Linked DNA regions of Ovis aries: region 2 is linked to region 1. Evidence: chromatin contacts called from public Hi-C data. All regions are on one chromosome and are shown on one strand. Each heading gives the region's core, a stretch centred on a gene start, on an enhancer-like site or on the middle of the called end of the contact. The rest is flanking DNA. Distances are from core to core; before and after follow the strand shown.

Region 1 (7,267 bases), core at 3,043-5,542:
GGCCATCGACGTGCTGGACAGTCCCCGCGCCATCCGGCGCGCCCTGGACGGCGTCCAGGATGAGATGCAGGCCCTGGCCCACGCTCTGAACGCCATCAGCTAGACGCGGGGCGCCACCCGCAGGCCCCAGCGGGCTGGCCTGGGGCTCCCAGCCTGCCCCCGCCTGCCCACATGAGGGGCTGGCTCACAGGGTGCCCCAAGAGCCCGCAGAGAAGCCCCTGCCAGAGGGCACCTGCCCGGCGCTTGCCAGCTGCGTGTCAGCCTCCTTGTCCCGCCTGCTGCCCCTGTGCTGCGCTGCCCGCTTGCAACCTCAATAAAAGAGAGACTCGGCCCTGAGTGCCCGCCTGGGGTCTGTGTCCATGCCGTGGGCTCAGCACACAGCCCCGGGCCCCCCTCACACTGCCCCAGTCCCGCTCAGAAGCTCCCCCGCTGCCGGCCTCCTCCAGGCAGCCCAGGGTCACCTGCTCACCCAGAGGACCCGCAGAGGGCCGTGGGAGTCGGGCTGAGCTGTCCCGTCTCGGTAGGGTGACGGCCTGGAGGCGGGGGGCTGGTCTGGGTTCCAGGGGCAGGGCTCTCAGCTCTGGTCTCCAAGGCAGAGCTGCAGGCTGGGCCCTCTGATCCTCCTACCCCACCCGCCTAGAGTGGGACCTGGGAACGGCCCCCACAAAGGACGTGCCAGCAGGGAACTCTGCTGGGCTGGCTCCGGGGGGCCTCTCCGGGCCTCAGTCACCCAGCAAGGCGGGCGGGTGCTGGATTCTGCGCTCCGCTTAGTTGCCGGGTTCGGACACAGCCTCCAGCTAGAGCCTCCAGCTTTTCCTCCAGGACTGGCCCTCGGAGCCAGCAGCCTGGGGCTTCCCGGGAGGCGGTTGGCGCCTTACTTCCTGCGCAAGGCAGACACCAGCCTGTCTTCCAGGCCCTCTCTCTCCCTCTGGTGCCCCCCATTGCCCCCTCGTACTGCCAGGACCCTGGCGCAAAGCTCTGGGGACGTTAATCCCAGAAATTCCTTCACGTTAAGACCTTCCAGGCAACACCCTCCCCTCTCATCCTCCCTGGGGGTCTGTCCTTCCAGCCGCGTCTCAAGTACCTGGTTGTGACCAGCCCTTCCCTAGTCATGTCCCACAGCCTGTGCGGCCCTCAATGGGGTCACCCCTGGAGTGACGTGCCCCACTGAGACCCCGGGGAAGGGCTGATGGCTGGCTCCCCTCCCTCCTGCCCCGCTGGGCCCTGGGCTTTGCCCTCCCCCTGGGTCTTCCCACGTCCAGCCCCTGCCCGGCACACCCCTCTCAGAGAGGCCACGGGATCTCTCCTGGCTGAAGGGGGGCTTCCAGACACTGTGATGTCCTGGGAAGGCAGGGCCCAGCCCCTTCCTTGCAGTCGGGGAGCCGACAGGGTCCAGGGCTCCCCCAGGGGCCCGTCAGGGGGGTGGGGGCACCGCAGGGGAGTAGCCAGATAACAGCTGAGGGACGTGATGGGGCTGTGGGGTGCGTCAGATGGGCTCAGCCCTTGGGGACGTCCCTGGTGGCTCAGTGGTAAAGACTCTGCTGCCAGTGCGGGAGACACAAGATCCCTGGTCTGGGAAGATCCTGTACTCCTCGGAGCAGCTAAGCCCGAGTACCGCAGCTGCTGAGTCAGTGCCCTGGGGAGCAGGCCCCCTCTCCAACTAGAGACACGAAGCCCCAGGGTGGCCAAACGCTAAATAAGTAAATAAACGTATCAGAAAGAAAGGGTCCAGCCGGGAAGAGGTGGGCAGGGGCTCCAGGGAGAGGGGTGGGGCCTAGAGGGCAGCTGGGCGGGCAGGTGGGGGCCCCTGCGGCCTCTGAACGGAAGATGAGAAGCGGGGCCAGCCTGAGGGGCCTCACGGCCGTGGGTCCCTGGGCTCAGCCCCTCAGCGTCCCCTGGGAAGCCGGGGGTCTTGCTGGGCTGTTGTGCTGGGGTGGGTGGGTGGGGCTGGGACAGTGGCCAAGGAGAGACATGCCCGCTGCCCACCCCACGGCTTGGACCATCGCTGGGGCCTCGGGGGCAGCCCAGGGACACAGCAGGGGTCCCCCTTTCGCCCCACTGCCTGGACTAACGTGGATGATGGGCCCAGGCAGGGCCGGGCGGAGGACTTCGCCCCCAGCGGTGCGAGGGGACAGCTTGGCATGGATTGGGCCCCTCATTAAGACTCTAATGACCCCACGGCCCCGAGAGGTGCTGACGGCCAAGGAGAGGCTCCCACAGCCCTGGCAGCGGGGAAATGATCCGGAAACTGCAGCCTCAGCCCCCGGGCCATCTGCCGCACTCCTGGAGGCCCTGATGAGAGGCCAGGTGGTGGCGGGCTCAGGGGCTATAAAGCCGGCAGGCCGTGGCAGCCCCCTGCCCTCAGGACCGGCTGCATTCGAGGCTGTCAGCAAACAGGTCCGTCCTTGGGCTCTGCGTCCGCCTGGGTCTGGGGCTGCTCCGCTGGGGCTCAGGGCATCAGGGCCCAGGTCCACCGAGCAGCAGGAGGATGTGCGCTCTCTCAGAGCACCCTGGTGGGGGGCACCCTGACTGGGAGCGCTGGGTTAGAGGCCCTGACTGGGGATGCTGGGTTAGGGGCCCTGACTGGGGGCGCTGGGTTGGGGGCCCTGGTTGAGGGGGCTGGGTTTGAGGGGCAGGCACTAGTTGAAGGGGCTGGGCTGGGGCCCTGGTTGAGGTGTTGGGTTTGGGGGGCAGGCGCTGGTTGAGGGCGCTGGGTTGGGGGCGAGCCCTGACTGAGGGTGCTGAGCGCCCTGCCCCAGCCTCAGCCCCCGCTGCTGCCCAGGTCCTCGCAAGCCCGCCATGGCCCTGTGGACACGCCTGGTGCCCCTGCTGGCCCTGCTGGCGCTCTGGGCCCCCGCCCCGGCCCGCGCCTTCGTCAACCAGCACCTGTGCGGCTCCCACCTGGTGGAGGCGCTGTACCTGGTGTGCGGAGAGCGCGGCTTCTTCTACACGCCCAAGGCCCGCCGGGAGGTGGAGGGCCCCCAGGGTGAGCCCCCGCTCCCCCCCCCCGGTCCCCCGGTCCTCCCGGCCCCTACCTTGGCCTCCCGCTGGCGCCCAGCAGGAAATCAAGAGAGATTTTTAAAAAGGAAGACCATGTCCTGTCCACGTCCTGGAAGGGACCAGCTCCCTAGGGGCTAAGCCATGACGACCCCCAAGGGGGCCTCACCCCATCTATCCTGCCTTCTTACCCGGGCCCCCTCGCCTCCTCACACGAGGGCAGCTCTAGGGGGGATCTGACGATGCGAGGCCAATCCAGGGGCCGAGGGTCTCGGTGGGCAGCCCTTGGTGGCGATGGAGTGGTGCCCATGGGAGACGCCCCGTCACCCGGAGAGAGGGCCCCGTCCCGGGTGGGCTGGCGGGGGGTGGAGGGGAGGGGGAAAAGGGCGCCTGGGCAGGGCCCCGCTCCAAGGCCAGGTAGGGCGGGCAGGGGGGCGTCCGCTACCTGACCATCTCCCTGCAGTGGGGGCGCTGGAGCTGGCCGGAGGCCCCGGCGCGGGCGGCCTGGAGGGGCCCCCGCAGAAGCGTGGCATCGTGGAGCAGTGCTGCGCCGGCGTCTGCTCTCTCTACCAGCTGGAGAACTACTGTAACTAGACCTGCCCCGCCGCCAATAAAGCCCTGACGAGCCCGCCGCGTCTCTGTGTGGCCTGGGGTCCCGGCGCCCTGGGGAGGGGGCGGGGGGGGAGGGGGCGAGGAGGGCGGGGCCCCCGGCCCGAGACCCCTTTCTGGTCTCACTGCGTCGGCTTTTCTGAGCTGCCTCCACACGTGCTGGGTGCACGAGGCGGGGCCCTCCAAGGTGGCGCGCTCCCGTCTTCAGGGGTCCTGCTCACAAGGTGGGCTCCACAGGGCACCTGCCCAGGCCACCACCCGTCACACCCAAGAGCCCGGGGCTGCCGGGGTTGGCCAAGGCTCCGGAGGTCAGCGGGTGACCTGGCTGTACCAAGGTCTGGTCGGCCTGCCAGCCGGCCAGGCCAAACCAATCTCCTCCTCTCCTGAAGGCGCCACCCGGGCCGGGGCTTGGGGTGGCTGGGCCTGGGGCTGGGCACCTGGGCTCCCGTGGCTGCAGACCACTCAGATGCCAGCCTGGTGCCCGGCTGGCGGGGCAGTCCTCTGTGTACCCCAAAGGCTCTCACCCTGTCACCCCCTCCTCGGGGCTACATCAACACCCCCCAGGGCCTCCAGAAGGCCCCGCCCCTTGGGGATGGCCAGGGTTGTGCAGGCAGGTGGCCGGCCGGACACTGGACCCGGAAGAGGAGGGAGTGGGGGGGCTGGGATGAGCAGTGATCTGCCCGTAGGCTCACGCAGGTGGCCCTGTGCGCGCAGATTGGGGCAGGGGTGCCCCGCAGGAGCTGAGGTATGTGGGTGCCTGGAGCGGCCTGGCAGGGGGCAACTGGGGCTGGGAAGTGGGCTGGTCATCACCAGGCTGCCCTCAAGGCCCTGCCAGCTGGTGAGACCCTGGGGACCACCTGGACACTCCCCCTCCCCCTCTGGTGCCAACAGACTCTGTAGAGAGGGCAAGGAGGCCTTTAGGGTCCCGGGGTGCATGGGGCCGTCCCAGTATGCCCTGGTGCAGGATGCCCTGGGTGACATGGGCTGGGGGCTCGGGGGAGGGGTGCACGGGGGCAAGGCTGTGGGTCACGGTCCCCCGGAGGGGCCTGCCTCCCTGCCGCCTCCTGAGACCCGTCCCAGCCCTGAGACCAGGGACCACCCCCCCCGAGTCTCTTCCACCAGCCCCTGGGCCTGGGTGATGTGGTTTTGAGCAGGAGGGCTGGAGGCCCTCCACACCCCTGGCAGGGACAAGGTCCCAGAGGCAGGGTGGCCACCTGGGCCCCTGGGGCCAGGACAAGGTCAGGCTGTATCTCCTGTGCGGTGCCCCTTGACCGCTGAACCCCAGACACCCCTGCTTCCCGGAGCCTGCACGCCCCCCGCGGCAGCCCGGCCCACGGACCTTGGCTCTGCCACCCACCCAGGCCCCGGCTCCGCCCCTTCTGGGAACTGGCGGCCCGACCTGGGCTGCCCTTGGGAGCTGGGCCTCACTGGCCCGGGGGCTGACGGTGGCCGCCCGCCGTGTCCAGCCCTGTGTGTCACCCTGGCATGGCCACGGGGGGTCCAAGGACCGAGTGCGGCCCCCCGCACACGTCTGGTTCACTCCCCCGTGTGTCTGTTCCGCATTGCACTGTCCATGCACGGCGGGGCTGGGGCTGCTCCTCCTGTGCTCCTGGTGGGGACCTGGAGGCTGGAGTCAGGCCCCCTGTTGTCCACCCACTAAGGACGTTTGCTGGGGTGGCTGCCTCCAGGCTAGACCCCAGATTGTGTCCGTGCCTGGCACAAGAGACCTGGCACCTACAGCTGGCCATGTCTGCCTTCTCCGGGTGGCAGCACATATTTTCTGTCTTGTATTCCCCGGTGGACGCTAGGATGCTGGGGTGGGCCCCTGCCCTTGAGGGCCCCAGTGCCTACTGAGGGCCAGGCCGGGAAGAGGGAGAAAGACCAGGATATGGTGGCTTGAGGTCCTCCAGAAGGCCCCGTGCAGAGCCCAGGCTGAGCCCCCAGCAGAGTCTGTGTCCAGCTAGACTGGGAGTCCTCACCTTGGAGCCCCCTTGACCCTGGGAGGGTGGGTCCCTGTGCACACCAGGCGGGCAGTCAGAGCGGTAATTTGCAGGTAGAACCAGCAGAGGGCACCAAAGCCTCACTTTTGCGGCACTTCCTTTGCGCTGGGCGCCAGTCCCAGCGGTGTGCCCTCTGCAGGGGTCTGTTGCCCCCGCTGCCTACATGACCAAGGGCAGGCACGCAGGGGCTGTGCGGGATGCCCAGCAGGCTGGCTCCCGGGGGCTCTGGAGGCCGCAAAGCTTAGGAAGGAGAGACGGTGCCCGAAGCCTCACCCCACCTGCTCAAGCCACCCCTCTAGAGCCCAGGCTCTCTGGGAGAGCAGCTGGACAAGGTGCCAGGTCCCCAGCATTCTGGACTATGTCTCCAGGAGAGTCTGACCCTCTGGCTGCAGAATCAGACCTGGACCGGGAGGCTGTGGGGGTGAACTCCCCCTCTGCCCTCTTCGCGGCTGAACAAACCCAGCCTCTGCTGAGAGTCTCCCGGGCCTGGGGGAATTGAGGCTGGGGGCAAGGGGGTGGTTGTCGCCGTCAAAGCATCCCTTGCTCTACTCGTAGCCACCTCGACCCCTGGAGCCAGAGGCTCACGCGAGACGGGGGCTTTGAGGATAGGAACCGGGGCCCAGGAGGCCACAGGCGGGGGTCCAGCTGGGTCAGGGTTCTTTCTCGTGTCCAGGTCCGTCTGCTGCCCAGTGCTGGGAGCAGAGAGAGGCCAGTTCCAGAGAGGATGTTGGGGGCAGGGGGTGGCCAGGGGTCCGGGAGCTGTGGAGAGAGCCAACAGATAAGCGGTGGGGGTGGGCACCCGCCTGCCCCTCCCTCGGTGCTGTGGTTTCTGGCTTCAGCGCAGGGTGGCGAGGCAGAGGCCCCTCCCCACGGCCCCCTCCGCAGGCAAGCGCCAGCCCCTACGCCTCAGGTCCTCAGCTCACCTCCCCCCGGGCGGTCCCCTGGCCCCTCCCCGCAGAGGCTCAAATGCCCCGCTCTCTACCACCTGCTGCTGTCCGGGATCTGACCCAGGCAGCCCATGGAGGGGTCCCCGATGCGGCCCCCAGAAGCTGGGCCTGGGATTCTCACCACACAGTGCCCACCCTCCAAGGCGCAAGGCTGAGATATGGGATCTGGGGGCCACCCTTGGGCCCTCAGGGTTGGGGTAGAGGTGGGTGCAGCCTCCGAGGCCCCCCTCACCTAGAGATGCTCAGACCCTGGGTCATCCGCTCCCAGTGGAGCCCAGCTCTGTGCTTTGCCAGAGACGAAGATGGGCCTCCAGGCCCCCAGCCCGGGGGTCCAGAGCGCATGAGCCCCGGGCGGGCCCACCCTCCACAACCCTCAAGGCCAAGGCTGCTGAGCCATCGGAACCTCGCGGCGCCGGGAGGGGCGCATTCCGCCCGCCTCACTCTGACCCCCTTCCCAGCCCATCTGTGTTTTTAGAAAACAGAGCCGGCATCCCCAGGTGGCTGTGCAGCCCAGGGCTGTTCACACTGTGTCTCAAAGCACACGGCTTTCTTCAAAGTCCGGCCTCACTTCAGAGCTTGACCCCATTCCAGCCCGGCCTCCCCCGGAGCACCCTGCCTGCCCCCCACACCCGAGGCCCGCTTGCCCGGGACCTTGGAAGTCCCCTTCCCTCTCTGGGCCTCAGGTCCTGAGCTGGGGTCAGGCTCGATAGGAGG
Region 2 (7,236 bases), core at 2,323-4,822, 150 kb after region 1:
CCCCGGCCTGGATGCTGGTTACTGTCTGAACCGACGCCCAGGCCAGGGAGCCTGCTTCTGCCCTCAGCAGGCCCTCAAAAAGTTCCCCAGAGCCTGCCCGGCCCCTTCCACCCCAGCTGAACTGCACCCCAGCTCCTCCAGGGGCTCCGTGCGGGTCAGAACCAAGGGCTGGCCTGGGCCCCGGGTTCCGCCCACCCCGGGGCAGGCAGGGCCGAGCGCTCACCAGCTGCACGTAAGCCACCTTATAGTCTGGCTGCTTTATCCTGACGTTCCTGTGATCCCTCCTCCTGTTGGAACCTGTCGGAAGCGGGAGAGACAGAAGCCTTCACTCCCAGCATGCAGCTCTCAGCCCCACTAACCCAGGAACCCGCTTTCTAGAAAGAGGGACACACGTGGGGACCCACGTCTAAGGGCGGCAGGCGCACGCCCGGCGGGCACCAGCCTCTGCTCAGTGCAAACCCAAATGGGCCTAAGACAACCAGAGAGCCGGCTTTCCCTTGGTGTCCTGGAGGCTCTTGCAGCCTGACCTCCCTTTGACAGAGGGTCGTCATATTTACAACTAGGCAAGCAGGGGCTGGGGAGCAGGAGTCAACAGGAAAGAATGAGAAAAGCCCAGCAGAGTAACATGAGCACTTTGCTGACCGACGCCAGCGTGGGGGCGTCAGGCGGGGGCCCTGCTCTGAGGAGTCGGCGGGAACCAGGCCTCCAAGTCCCAGCCCTGGGAAGGAGGGCCCCTCTCCCCCGAGGCGGGCCTGTTTCCTCACATGCAAAGGACCACGTGCTAGAGGGGCTGACAGGGGCCAGGCCAGCGAGGCTGGCAGCCTGGCCTGCTGAGCTCGGGGAGGAAGCCCGGCCCCACGACCCACCATGCTGCACCCTCGTCCGCACGGCGGCCACCGGCACGTCGTAGATGCGCTCGAGGTAGTTCCTGAGGTCCACTCTGCTCATCCTGGGGCAGGAGGGGAAAAGGGGGGGCTCTGAACAGGGTGGAGAAGAAAGGAGCCTGCCGGGCGGCACGAGCTGCTGAGTGCAGACACTGGGTGGGAGCCGCCTGGGAGGCCGGGGCCAGGCCCCGCTGATGCTGCAGTGGCATCTGGGCACAGCGACATGGGGGCGACGGGGACCAGCCCCCAGGGCTCCGTCCTGTTGCCCTGCCTGGGGGCCGAGCTGGCGAGCGGAGGGGAGGGGTTGTCTGCGAGTGCCCTCTGGCTGCTGGGAGCCACCCGCTCCACAGCTGCCACCCTGTCCACAGCGAGCCCCCCCACCCCCCCGGCAGGCGTCTCCCAGAAAGGATGGCCAGGGCGGTGGTGATGCTGTCTCCTCTGTCCCTGACAGGGCCCAGCCTCTCCTGCCCTGGTCTCTGAAGCAGACGGCATGACCCTCAGTTCCCATGGAGGCTCGAGCTGAGGCCAGAGCCCCGAGGCCTCAGTATGGGGTGCGGAGAATCTGTGTCTCCTCAGCAACGGGGGCCTCTGTGAAGGACCCACCCAAGGGCGGAGGCTTTGGGAGCCAGGGTCAGAGCCCAGCCTCCTGGGAAGGGTAGCCAGGCCGAAGCAAGGAAAGGAGCTGGGTCTCTCAGGCTGGACTTCCCCAGGGTGGCGAGGAGCCCAAGGCGCCCTCAGCCGAGGCTCTGCACACACCAGGCCTTGGTGCAGGGCTGCCAGTAGTTTCTTTGTGGTGGGAAGAACCTCGCTGTGAGTGGGGTCCAGTGGCACCTCCAGGGCCGTGGGCCTCTCGGCCTGAATCCCTCTGGGGCGGGGGAGGCTTACTCCATCGGGATCCGGAACTGCACAGTATCCTCGGGCTGGGCCGTGCCGGGCCGCACCAGCCGGATGAAGAAGTTGGTGCGGAAGACCCGGAGCTGGGGGTTGCCCAGCTGGTACAGAGGGTACCTGCAAGGGCGGGGGGGTGGGGAGAGGGGTCATGTCAAACGCCCAGAACACGAGGCTCCCGGGACGCCCCGACAGGGTCCACAGGTCATCACGCCCACGGGGCTGAGGGGCCAAGGGGGCAGTCACCCTCAGGTCAGCCCTTCCCTCACGCGGTATGGGGCAGCCAGTCCCGTCCCCAGGGCAGCGTGGCCTGCTGACCCTCAAGGTCGGCCTTTGGAAAGAACCAGTGAATGATTCACGAGCGGACGACGTGCCCACCCTGCCCTGTCAACAGGCTCAGAGTCATGTGTTTGTTCAAAGTGCCGGCTGCACAGGCACACAGCCCCTTCGTGGCTGTCCCCCCGGAACGGGCCTCCAGCTCCCTTCCGCTTAGGTGAGGTGGGATCAGTCAGAACCAGCTTAATCTGCACTGGCTCAGTGCCGCTGAGAGGACAAGGACGGGGCCACCTCCACTCCCGCCCCCCCCCCCCCGCCCCCCCCCGTGCTGGAAGCACCAGCTCATCCTTGGCAAGAGTGAAGATCAAACGATAAAGGGTGAGCAAACAGGAAAAACAAGATAAGGGGCTCAGGAAGGCAGCGAGCAGGTCACCAGTTACACGCTCACTGCCCACCTCCCTCACCCCTCAAACCCCCAAAGGGGGGCAAAGACATCCAGAATGTATGGGCAGCCACCACCTGCGGCTCCAACCCACCCACTCCAGCTGGACCTACGCACCCTTGGGTCTGGTGGGCGAGGAGGGCCACACTGCCAACCGGACCCAACCAGGCCTCGGGGCTCATGGTCCAAGGAGGTGGGGGTCCAAGGTTGGCAGGGCCTGTGAGGCGTCAGGGGTCCACTGGGAGCCCAGGGGAGGTGTTTCGGTGAGGGTGGGGACAGGGGCTGACGATGCCCCTGGGTCCTGGTGAGCAATTTGCAGCAGGGCACACGACCTCTGATCTGGGGGAGCAGCAAGCAGGAGGGAAGGGAAGCTTGGTGAAGCCAAGTCCCACGATGCCTCTGGGCCTTACAACTCTGGGGAGTAGGACCCGGCCAGAGGCCGAGGTCCTGGGTGGGGCATCCTGAGGGTGGCAGGGCCTGAGGGCCCTGACACAGGCTGGGACGCCCGCGGGCAGGCCAGTGATGAGCTGAGTGCCAGCTGACGTCGACTGGGGTCTCCTGGTGACCCCGTCGCACGTGGCAGCTGCCGGGACACCAGCAGCAGCACCTCCCGACAGCAGAGCGTCGGGCGCAGGGCGGGCGGGCCGGCGTGCCCGCCCACGGCCGAGCCTCGCCCTGTCCTCGTGGGGGCCGGGCCGGCGAGTGGCCACCGGGCTCGCCTCTTCCCCCTGGTGACCGGCCGCGGGCACTGCAGGGGCCACGGTCCGGGCCCCCGGGGAGCTGCCGGGGCGGGGGGCGCGCGCAGCCCGCGGGGCCCGAGGCCGGCGCGGCACCGGCCTCCCGCCCAGCTTCGCCGAAGGCCAGGCTCGACCTCGGGGGAGGCCCGGGCCCCGCGGGCCCCGCAACGCCCCCCGCCCCGCCCCCACGGGAGCCCAGACGCCGCGCGTCCCGCCGGGGCCCCGAGTCCCGACCCCGCGGCCCGGCGCCGCGCGCCCAGCCTGGGGGCGGCCACGCCCCCGACCCCGCGCGCCGGGACCCCCCACTCACAGCACGTTCCGCGCCATCGCCCGCTTCCGGGGCCGCGGCCGGAAGGAGGGGCGGGCCCTACCTGGGCCCGCCCCCCGGCGCAGCGCCCCCTGGCGCCCGGGAGGGCGCGCGCCGCCCGCACACCTGGGCCCCACCTGGGCCCCAAACCCTGCACACTCAGCGCCCTACCTGTGCCCGGCAGCACACCCTAGTGCCACCAGCCCCACACGCCCTCCCTCCGCTCCGGAGCCCAGCGCACCAGTGGACCACCACGGACACCCCTGCGGGTGCCCTGTGACTCCAGCCTAGTGCCCAGGGACGCTGCGGGCCACCCCCCACCCAGAGCCTGCCACCCTTCCAGCTGGTGGCCCAGGTGGGAGACTGGGGAAGCGGGGAAGGTGTGAATTCGTGGGAGGCCCCAGTCAGTAAAGGATCTGCCTGCCGACACAGGAGACCTTGGTTCAATCCCTCAGCTGGGAAGATCCCTTGGAGAAGACAATGGCAACCACTCCAGTGTTCTTGCCGGGAGAATCCCATGGACAGATTAGCCTGGTGGGCTACAGTCCATGGGGCGGTAATAGCTGGACACAACTGAGCGGCTAAACCACCATCTCTCTCCACCTGGCCCCGGGAGCTACTTCCCTCTACCGCCCTACCCCAGTCCTTCTGGCCAACTCCTCATGCCCTGAGACGCCCCCCAGGGACCCCACAGCCATGCCTGCCCCCCTAGCCTCCCTGAGGCCATTGGCTTCTCCAGGTCGCAGCTGGCCCGCCCTGCTTTCAGTCTTGGCACAGCCCTCACTGGGGTCCCGTCACAGAGCGGGATCAGAGACCCTCCGTTGCTCCCCCCACCCCCAATTACACACAACAGTAGACCCGGGGGGAGCAGGGCCCCAGGCTGGGGGTGGGACGGCAAGGAGGCAAGAGCAGGGGAGCCTGGGAGGGCGCAGGGGCTGCTCCTGGGGGCCCCAGGGCGGGAAGGGGCTGGAGGGCCCCCCTCACCGTCATGCTTGGTGGGGGAGGCCCTAAGTGGGCTTGTCTAGGATGAAGAAACCGACGGTGGGGCGCGGCTGCTGGGGGGGTCAGCTGTGAGTGGGGGGTGGTGTGCCTGCTGGGGAGGGCAGGGGAAGGCTAGGCAATGTCTGGCTGCAGCCAGGGCCCAGCAAGGCTGACGGTGACCGTGGCAGGGCCCTGGAGGTGAGGAGAGGGCAGGAGCTGGAGGACGGGGGTCCCCCAACCTGGAGGCTGGGGAACTTTCTGTTTCATTTGTAAAGCTTTGACTCAGCAGCCACATGCCAACCCAGAGGTCTCCAAGTTGCTCCTAACGTGGCTGCAACACACGGATGGGAGACGGCGTGGGTCGGCGTCCTGCTGGTCCTTGGTAGGCGATGCTCTGATCAGTGAGGCTGAGAGCACGGAGGTCCTCAATGGGGTCTCAACGGTGCGGACCCCACAACACTAGACCCCTTCTCTGATTGCCTGCCAGCTGGATCCTTCCCCTTCCGGCCTAGGATCTGTGAGTGTGAGGTGAGTGGGTCTCGACCCCCACAGCCCGGGAAGCCCGCGGGTGGCCTCCCACCCCACTTCCCCCACACTCCCCCCGGCCTGGGTCATCACCTCCCCGCCTTCCCAAGCAGCACACAGCTTCGGGGGCTGAGTCTGCCAAACAGAGGAGAGGGTGCCAATTAAATTCAAAGCTCAGATAAACAACTGTCTTTATTGTTTTTTAATAGACTCTTTAAAGAATGATTTTAAGTTTATAGGGAAATTGCTGAGAAAGTACAGAGGATTCCCATACACTCAGCTTCTCCTGCCCCTCAGCCTCCCATAGCATCAACACTTACACTAGCGTGACACACACGTGGCAGCCGATGGAGCAACGCTGATGCATTGTTGCTAGCTGAAGGCCATAGTGGGCTTGGAGATCCGCTCTTGGTGGGCATTCTACAGGTTTCGCCAGATGCTCAGTGACCTGTGCCCAAGTGACAGCACCTACGGGGAGAGTTGTTGCCCAGAAAACCCGCGGAGCGGCTCCTGTCCGCCCCGCTCCTGACCCCCACAGCCGTGGGCCATCCTGCTGTCTCCGCAACCGTGGGTCTGCTTTGCCAGACTGTCCCCTAGTTAGGGCCACACGCTTGGTAGCCTTGGCAGACTGGCTTCTCTCTCTCGGCATCTACATCTCCTCTGCGTCTCTTCACGGCTTCTTCGTGCCTTTCCTTTAGAACTGAATGATACTACGTCAGACGACCGAGGATGCGATGGCTGGATGGCATCGCCGACTCGATGGACGTGAGTCTGAGTAAACTCCGTGAGTTGGTGATGGACAGGGAGGCCTGGCGTGCTGCAGTCCATGGGGTCGCAAAGAGTCAGACACGACTGGGCGGCTGAACAGAACTGACCTGTAAGGCCATCATCGGAGGTACTGCGGGAAGGTGCCCACGCCCCCACTGAGGGGCACCCTGATGGCTTCCCATGTTGGCCGTGATGAATAAGCTGCCGACTCATCCAGGAGCAGGTTTTTGCAGGGACTGAAGTTTTCAGCTCTTTGGGGTTAGGAACCAAGGGTCGTGGTGGCTGAACCGCGTGGTGTGTGTGCTGCGTCGTCAGAGGCCGCCTCGCGCTCCCACCAGCCACGAGGCGGCCTCTGCTGGTGCCAGCGTTTCGGTTTGGGCCTTACAGACGTGTAGGGACAAAGTTCTTTTATTTTAGGCAAACATTTTCATGTGTTAGATCTGACGTCCTGACATGGGTTCCCCCCCAACTCCGAGCTTGGTGCCAGGGAGACCCAGCAGTGGCCCTGGGGAGGAGGCACCCCCCATGGGCAGGTGAGGATGGGGGTGGGCAGGAGCCCCCCCGGGGGGTAGCCTCCCTGCTGTGTTTTGCAAGCCAGACTGGGGAGTGGGGGCTTCTTCCTGAGAGTAGTGGGCGTCCCCCGAGGGCTCCAAGTTGGGAGTTGTGGGGAGGGAGGTAAGACAAGCCTGGAAGTGCCTTGGGGCTGCTGCTGAGGCCCACAGTGCCTGAACAGATGAAAGAGTGAGGCACACTGGACCGGCCGGGGAAGGTGCGGGCAGCAGGGGCGGAGGTGGGAGGGGCTGTGGCTTTACAGGAGGCCTTCAGAGAGCCTCTGGAGGAGCCGGCATTCCCAGGGCACGCAGAGGCCGCGTGCGAAGGCCCCCAGCCACGTGACAGAGGCAGAGGGCGGGGTGGGGGGGCGAGCCCCGGGCCCGCAGGTCTCCCCAGGTTCACAGGCCCAGAAGCTGAGCAGGTCTCCCCCTCCTGGGGTCGGGGGGGCTTCATCACAGAATACAACTGAGGAAGTCATTGGCCACTGACCGTGTGCTCACCCTCCGGCCTGTCTCCCCTCCTCAAGGCGGTGGGGGTCCTGGAGTCCCTCCCGACTCAGGGCAGGCTCTCCTGCCGTCAGCCCCCTTCCTTGGGTCTTTTCCCAGAGCTTCCCCGTGAACATCACTCCAGCAGCACAGAAGAGGGACTCGCTGTGAACATAAATGGCAAGGCCCCCACGTCCGCTTCACGGCTCTCGGGGGTTTCAGGACTGGGGAGAAAGGCAGCAGGCGCTCTCACCGGTGACGCTGTCTGGACCCCACTGCTGGGGCGCCAGGGGAGGGAGGCGTGGGCCGGGGCTGGGGGCAGCGCCAGACGTGTGGGTCTCAGGAACCTCAGCATCACCGCCTGCGCTTGTAACCTGGGAGACTCCGAATG

The links. Hi-C and Micro-C count contacts between places; a contact is called where the count stands out from the background.
Region 2: a contact with region 1 is called in a Hi-C map of liver, with 7 times the contacts expected there. The contact joins the promoter of MRPL23 here to the promoter of IGF2 in region 1. A contact is called at or near these places in 6 of 16 Hi-C or Micro-C datasets (blood, hypothalamus, liver and 3 more).

The regions. Positions count from the first base shown.
Region 1 is chr21:45,770,464-45,777,730 of ARS-UI_Ramb_v3.0, forward strand. IGF2 (insulin like growth factor 2) reads left to right here and starts at 4,293. Exons shown (of 5, transcript NM_001009311.1): 1 at 4,293-4,351. INS (insulin) reads left to right here and starts at 2,358. Exons shown (of 3, transcript XM_027959829.2): 1 at 2,358-2,397; 2 at 2,783-2,986; 3 at 3,461-3,627. The coding sequence starts at 2,800. The coding sequence ends at 3,591. It overlaps TH (tyrosine hydroxylase), which reads left to right. Exons shown (of 13, transcript XM_027959751.2): 13 at 1-336. The coding sequence ends at 103.
Region 2 is chr21:45,923,275-45,930,510 of ARS-UI_Ramb_v3.0, forward strand. It overlaps MRPL23 (mitochondrial ribosomal protein L23), which reads right to left and starts at 3,573. Exons shown (of 6, transcript XM_042237758.1): 1 at 3,538-3,573; 2 at 2,608-2,829; 3 at 1,770-1,892; 4 at 867-949; 5 at 224-297. The coding sequence starts at 2,672. LOC105605956 (a long non-coding RNA gene) reads left to right here and starts at 2,171. Exons shown (of 7, transcript XR_009597874.1): 1 at 2,171-2,426; 2 at 4,791-5,043; 3 at 5,739-5,805.